Linked DNA regions of Rattus norvegicus: region 2 is linked to region 1. A link is a contact called in public Hi-C data. All regions are on one chromosome and are shown on one strand. Each heading gives the region's core, a stretch centred on a gene start, on an enhancer-like site or on the middle of the called end of the contact. The rest is flanking DNA. Distances are from core to core; before and after follow the strand shown.

The links. A called contact is a pair of places that touch in the nucleus more often than the background predicts.
Region 2: a Hi-C map of Schwann cells shows a contact between it and region 1, with 5 times the contacts expected there. The contact joins the enhancer-like site here to the promoter of Hivep2 in region 1. A contact is called at or near these places in 5 of 12 Hi-C or Micro-C datasets (the A7r5 cell line, Schwann cells, frontal cortex and 2 more) and 1 of 1 datasets of contacts at active chromatin or transcription factors (oligodendrocytes).

What each region holds. Positions count from the first base shown.
Region 1 is chr1:10,178,118-10,180,817 of GRCr8, reverse strand. Hivep2 (HIVEP zinc finger 2) reads right to left here and starts at 1,416. Exons shown (of 9, transcript NM_024137.1): 1 at 1,186-1,416.
Region 2 is chr1:10,269,819-10,272,682 of GRCr8, reverse strand. All of the region lies in intron 1 of Hivep2 (HIVEP zinc finger 2), which reads right to left. Among named protein-coding and RNA genes, the nearest start is that of Hivep2, 92 kb to the right of the region's middle. Within about 2 kb of position 1,297, at least 46 of the 93 cell types and tissues checked have an H3K27ac peak or open chromatin away from gene starts, as enhancers often do. A contact at or near this core is called in Schwann cells, where this site is marked.

The DNA of each region.
Region 1 (2,700 bases), core at 167-2,666:
GTGCAAGAAAGTACCTGTATAGTATTTTTTTAATAATTTGGAGTTATTTTTAAAATGGCAGAAAAGGAAAGAAGAAAAAAAATCAGTTCAATTTTCCTATTATAATGAAAGGACCGGAAGCAAGCCTCTCTGTGTTCATTTTAGGCCTAAATAACTGTGCAGAGCATAAGGGTTTTGCAATGTCAGTTGCACACACAGCTTCCTGTGTGAATTCTAAGCCATTACAGGTGTTCTGGGGTTTCCAGTGTAACCTATTATCAAGAGATTCCTCTGGTCCCTTCTATGCTAGCCCCTCTGCCCTCAGCCCAAGCACGTTACTGCGGGTCTCCTCCTGGCGTCTGTGTTACAGACCCTTTCTCTTCCCTGTGCCTCCGGAGGTGAGAGCGCCCACTTTCCCTAGGCGACGCAAGTCAAAAGCTTTCGCATTCAGAGGACTAGTTCCTGCAGTCCTTTGCACTTAGATGCTTTCAAGTAGGCGAGTGAGGCGAGCCACTGCAAGAAACGCTCCTTCCCCTCGGTCTCTTCCCCCCGCTAGAAGCTGCATCCCTGCAGCACAACATCCAGAGACCCTCTCCGACCTTCTAGCCTCCACACAAACTGAGCTTAGAGGGTTGGGGTCGCATTTTCTCCCGTCCTCTGCTGCACTGGGTATGTTATGTAAGAGGGACAGGACGCGGGAGGCACATGCGTATAAAGCGCACCGATCTGTGATAACAGCTGGGATGGCAAGGCTAATCTGGAGTCGTACCCCCACCAAATACGACAGACAAATCACCCCCACCATACACACACACACACACACACACACACACACACACACACACACACACACGCACGCACGCACATATAGAAGCTATGTTTTCCTGTCTTAGCCCTACCAGCACCAGACGCACAGAATGGAAAGGAGGGGGTTGGGGGTGAAGGGAGGTGAGAGGTGCGGCGGCAGCAGCACATCTGCTTTGATAGCAGCCAGCAGAGCCGCCGCGGCAGAGAGCCCCTCGTTAACCCCCTTCCTGTGGCTGCACCACGTCATGGAACATTCCCGGAACGGGCCAACGTTCCACCCACTTCAGGGAACAGACATAAAGGCGCAGACCCAGCTCCTCGCGGTGCACTGCCCAAACACACATGTTTCTTCCCGATCCCCCGACCAGAAGCACAAACAAGCATGCAATCCGCCCCCACCCGTCTCCACGCGCCGGGGGCCAGCCGGCGGCGGCTGGAACTGCTCTGCGGCCGGTGCACCCGCAAGGCGAGGGCGCCTCCGCCTGAACCTTCCATGGAGACAGTCCCCTCCTTCTTCGCTTCCTTCCTTCCTTCTCTCCTTCCTTCCTTCCTCGCTCCGGAGGAGAAAGGAGTCACCGAATTGCCCAGCGCCAGCGCCTCCGCCGCGCTCGCTCGGCCGCAGGCCGGCGGCCCGGCCCTTGCGGTCCGCTCGCCCGCTCGCCCGCTCGCCCGCCCGCGCCGCCCCCAGCCCCGCGCCGCGCCCCCTCCCCCGCTACCTGACAACGGGCCGCCGGCCGCGGCAGCCGCAGCGGTGGCCGGGCGGTGCGCGCCGGTGCACGTCCCTCATTAGTAACCAGGCACATTCCTGCCTCCAGCGCTCCCGCGCGGCCCCCTCCCCCCCCAGGACATTACGCAAAGCAGCCTCCCCTCATCTGCATAGAACCTCGGCCAGGGTATTCCCCGCATTTCCCAATGCGCCCGACCCCCCTTGCCTAGGTCTCCCCCATCCCCGCCCCCTCCGACCCTTACCCCTGGGCCACCGGGAAAGCGGCCGGGGGCGCGCGCCACGGAGGGGGCGATGGAGTTGGGAGAAGGCGATTTCAGGGTAAAGTGAAACAAGCTCGATCTCTGGTGCAGGCAGGAAAAACACGGCACCGAGGCCACTTACCGAGCCGAGAAGGGACCTAGATTCCCGCCGCTCTGCTCTGCCGGCGGCCGGTGCGCCCTCCACGCACCCCAGGGCTGCACCCAGTACCCAAGAGTCGAGGCGTGGAGGGAGGCTGCTACCCAGCCAGGAGACCTTTCAAGTTGCTCGAGCTCCGGCAAGCTTCAATGTCCAAGACTCAACTTGGCAAATACTTGTGCCACAGTCACCGAAGATGTCTTTTTTTTTTCTTTTTCCTTTTTCTTTCTCTTTTTGAGGAGACCCTCCTCCACCGGGGAGAGACAGCGCACGGCGGCGCCCCGCTCTCCAGCTCTCCACCCCCTCACCTCCAGCCCGCCTCCCGCCGGCCGCCAGCCTCCCGGCCGCGAGCCCCTCGGGCGGCTGTCAGCTCCCGGCAGTCCGGGTGACAGCGGCCGAAGGAGGGCGCGACGCGGCGGGCGGTGGGGGGGATCCTCGCAGCCGCGGCGGCCGCTCACCTGTAAAGTCACAGCAGCGCAGGAGGAGGAAGAGGAGGGAGAGGAGGAGGGGAGGAAAGCCCCCCGATGCCCTTGTTCTTGCTGCCGCGGCCGCTCCTCGCCCAGGCTGAGCGTGTCTGGTGGGGGGTGTCTGGTAGCATTTCCTTAAGGACAGAGGGAGGGCGGGCGCGGAGGGAGGGAGGAGGGAGGGAGGCGATCCCCACCGCCAGCCCAGGCTCCTCTTGCCTTTATTTATATATTTATTTATTTTCGGACACTGTTAGGAGATGGAGCCAGGGCGGGGGCCAGGGCGGCCAAGCTGGGGCTCGAGCCGCCGGGACCCGGGCCGCAGTT
Region 2 (2,864 bases), core at 48-2,547, 92 kb before region 1:
CTTCTCGGTCCAGTCTCCTGGAGTGAAATGCAAATGTCCCTACCCTGACAAACCAGATACAAGCATTTCCTCATTTGACATTTGACGTACAAACAAGGACTGGAGGTTTTGTGCTTCTCTTGTAACTGTTTTCAGTTTCAGCGAAAATTTGTACAGCACAGATCACCTGTTTTCTTTCTCTCTCTCTCTCTCTTTTTTTTTAAAAAAGACATTTATTTCATGTATATGGATACACTGTAGCTGTCTTCAGACACACCAGAAGAGGGTATCAGACTTTATTTCAGATGGTTGTGAGCCACCATGTGGTTGCTGGGAATTGAACTCAGGACCTCTGGAAGAGCAGTCAGTACTCTTAACCGCTGAGCCATCTCTCCAGCCCTTCTTTCTCTTTAAAACTGAAGATGTCCAGTTATTTCTTACAGCCTTCGGTGAGCTGAGTTCTCAGTTCACAGTAACTGTTCTTTTCTTCCCTGGGCAGACTATGACATTTGGTAAAGACTGTACACCATGGCATGTCCACACCATGGGATCCTGGAAATATTTGCATGCTTCCTCTATTACTTACGAGAGGAACAAGTCGCAGCTGCTTCAGCCTGTCAGCTCTCTAAGCCTGGGACCGAGAAGGAAGGTTCTGTCCCACAGGAGTAGGAGCTCTGACCTTGCTAGCAAGAGCATCTCCCTGTGATGTTGTGGAAAGCCTCACTTGGAATGGGTACCAGCTGGACTATGCCTGTCTCTCACCCCATCTTATTTGAAAAAAAAAAAAAGTCACGTTCCCCAAGTTCGCTTTTATACCTAGCACTGGAAATCTGGACTGTGTTTCCCCTCTAGACTAATGTCACAAATGGTAATTGGCACTAGAGGCTACCCCTTCCTAAAGCTTATACAACCAGATTTAGAATTAGCCTAAGGCAACGTAATAGGAGTACCACAGAACCTGCCAACCTCGGTGGCACAGTTTCTTGCCAGATCGCCAAACTGAGGGCTCGAGTCAACAGTATAGAAAATTGTCTTTCCCAACATAGGCCACGAACGACCAGGAAGAGCTCTACGAAATAAGCAAACAAGTAAGAACAGTGAGACACATTGTCTGGAGGCGCACACAGTGACCTGGCACTGCACCGACAAGACACTCTCAATGGCTCCCGTCTTTGTCACAGGCAGCAGGGTTAGTCCAGTTACTGGCAGCAACAGGGGACAGAAAATTGAAAGGAAGACAGAAGAATTAAGTGAGTCAGAAGTGAGAGCAGTCCTTGAGGAGGGAGTCCCAGCCTTCGGGAGAGGGGGAGAGGGAATTCCTGACACAAGCCAGCAGGGAAAGTCCCCTGGTTGCGACTGCTACTCGCTCAGTCATAAAGTAGGAATACTCACTATTTAGAAATTTAACTCTCCCCTTCCTTACTTTCCTACTCTGGCATCTTAAGTTCAAGCTTCGTGCTGCTGATAAACGTCTGGTTCAGGCTGGTAGATACATGGGCTTCAGACTTCTTGGTGGCCTATGGAGGCTTACAAGCGCAGACATTTTGCCTCCCAGGGCACACTGAGCAATGGCAGGGGCTACTGCTGACTGTTAAGATTGGCAGGGCTACTGTCATCCACTGGGTAGAGGACAGGGACTTTGGGAAATATTTCTCAATGCACAAGACAGTCTCCCTACCATGAGGGGTATCAACTCCATCATAAAGGTCACACTTAGCCAAAAGAAGGCCAACCAATACCAGCATGCCATTTAAAATTATCAAAGTGTAATACCTGATCTTTAATTAAGAACATAAAATTAAGACAGCTCAGCTTCAGGAGGCTGGCAGATAGAGCATTCATCATTCTGGTGTCACCTGGATAGAACTGAAGTTTTTTTCTGTCAGGAACATGGCACTCCTATGCACAGAGCCACCATGCCACAATGGCTTCTTAAGCCATAAACTGCAACTATATTCCTCATCCAACTTCAAACGACAACCGGGAGGAGGGAGCACGCTCCCGGATGGCTGGCTTCCAGCCAATCGGTATTAAAGCAATTAATTCTCTTAGCAAAGGTCTTCCGGGGCTGCAAGGGTGAGAGAGGGTGGAAGGGTGAAGTCTGCCAGGAGGGTACAGGCTCCAGGTACACTCTGCCACAAATGGCTGCCTGACCGAGGCAGGGAATGTCAACTCTCCCGGATCCCCTCCCTCTTCGGCTGAGAGTAGGTTACCATCAACTTCCCTTACAAAGTCTCATCCACCTGGAGGAGGCCTGCTTCCTTCTCAGAGACAAGGAGGCAAGGATACTGCTCCCGAGAAAGAAGATAAAAGTGATCTGGGGAATCTTCTTGGAACCAAGCTCCTACCATCTGCAGAGCAAGACTGGAGAGCCGCCCACCCCCTCGCCCCAGCCACAATGGATTATCCCACTCCCCTCCACCCCTTCCATGCAGTGAGCTATCCCACCTACCCCCTCCAAAGCTCCAGCCCTTCCAGGCAGTGAGCTACCCCACCCACTCCCTCCACCCCTGCCAGAGAGTGAGCTATCCCACCCACCCCCTCCAAAGCTCCAGCCCTTCCAGGCAGTGAGCTACCCCACCCACTCCCTCCACCCCTGCCAGAGAGTGAGCTATCCCACCCACCCCCTCCAAAGCTCCAGCCCTTCCAGGCAGTGAGCTACTCCACCCACTCCCTCCACCCCTGCCAGAGAGTGAGCTATCCCACCCACTACCCCCCACCCCTGCCAGAGAGTGAGCTACCCCATCCACTCCCTCTATGCAGTAAGCTATCTCACTCGCCCCCACCACCTCCGATAGACAGACTGTGAGATATCCCTCAAAAGGAGGATTTTTTTTTTAAAGCTAGATTGGCCAAATCTTCTGAGGGGTGTGAGAAATGATGAC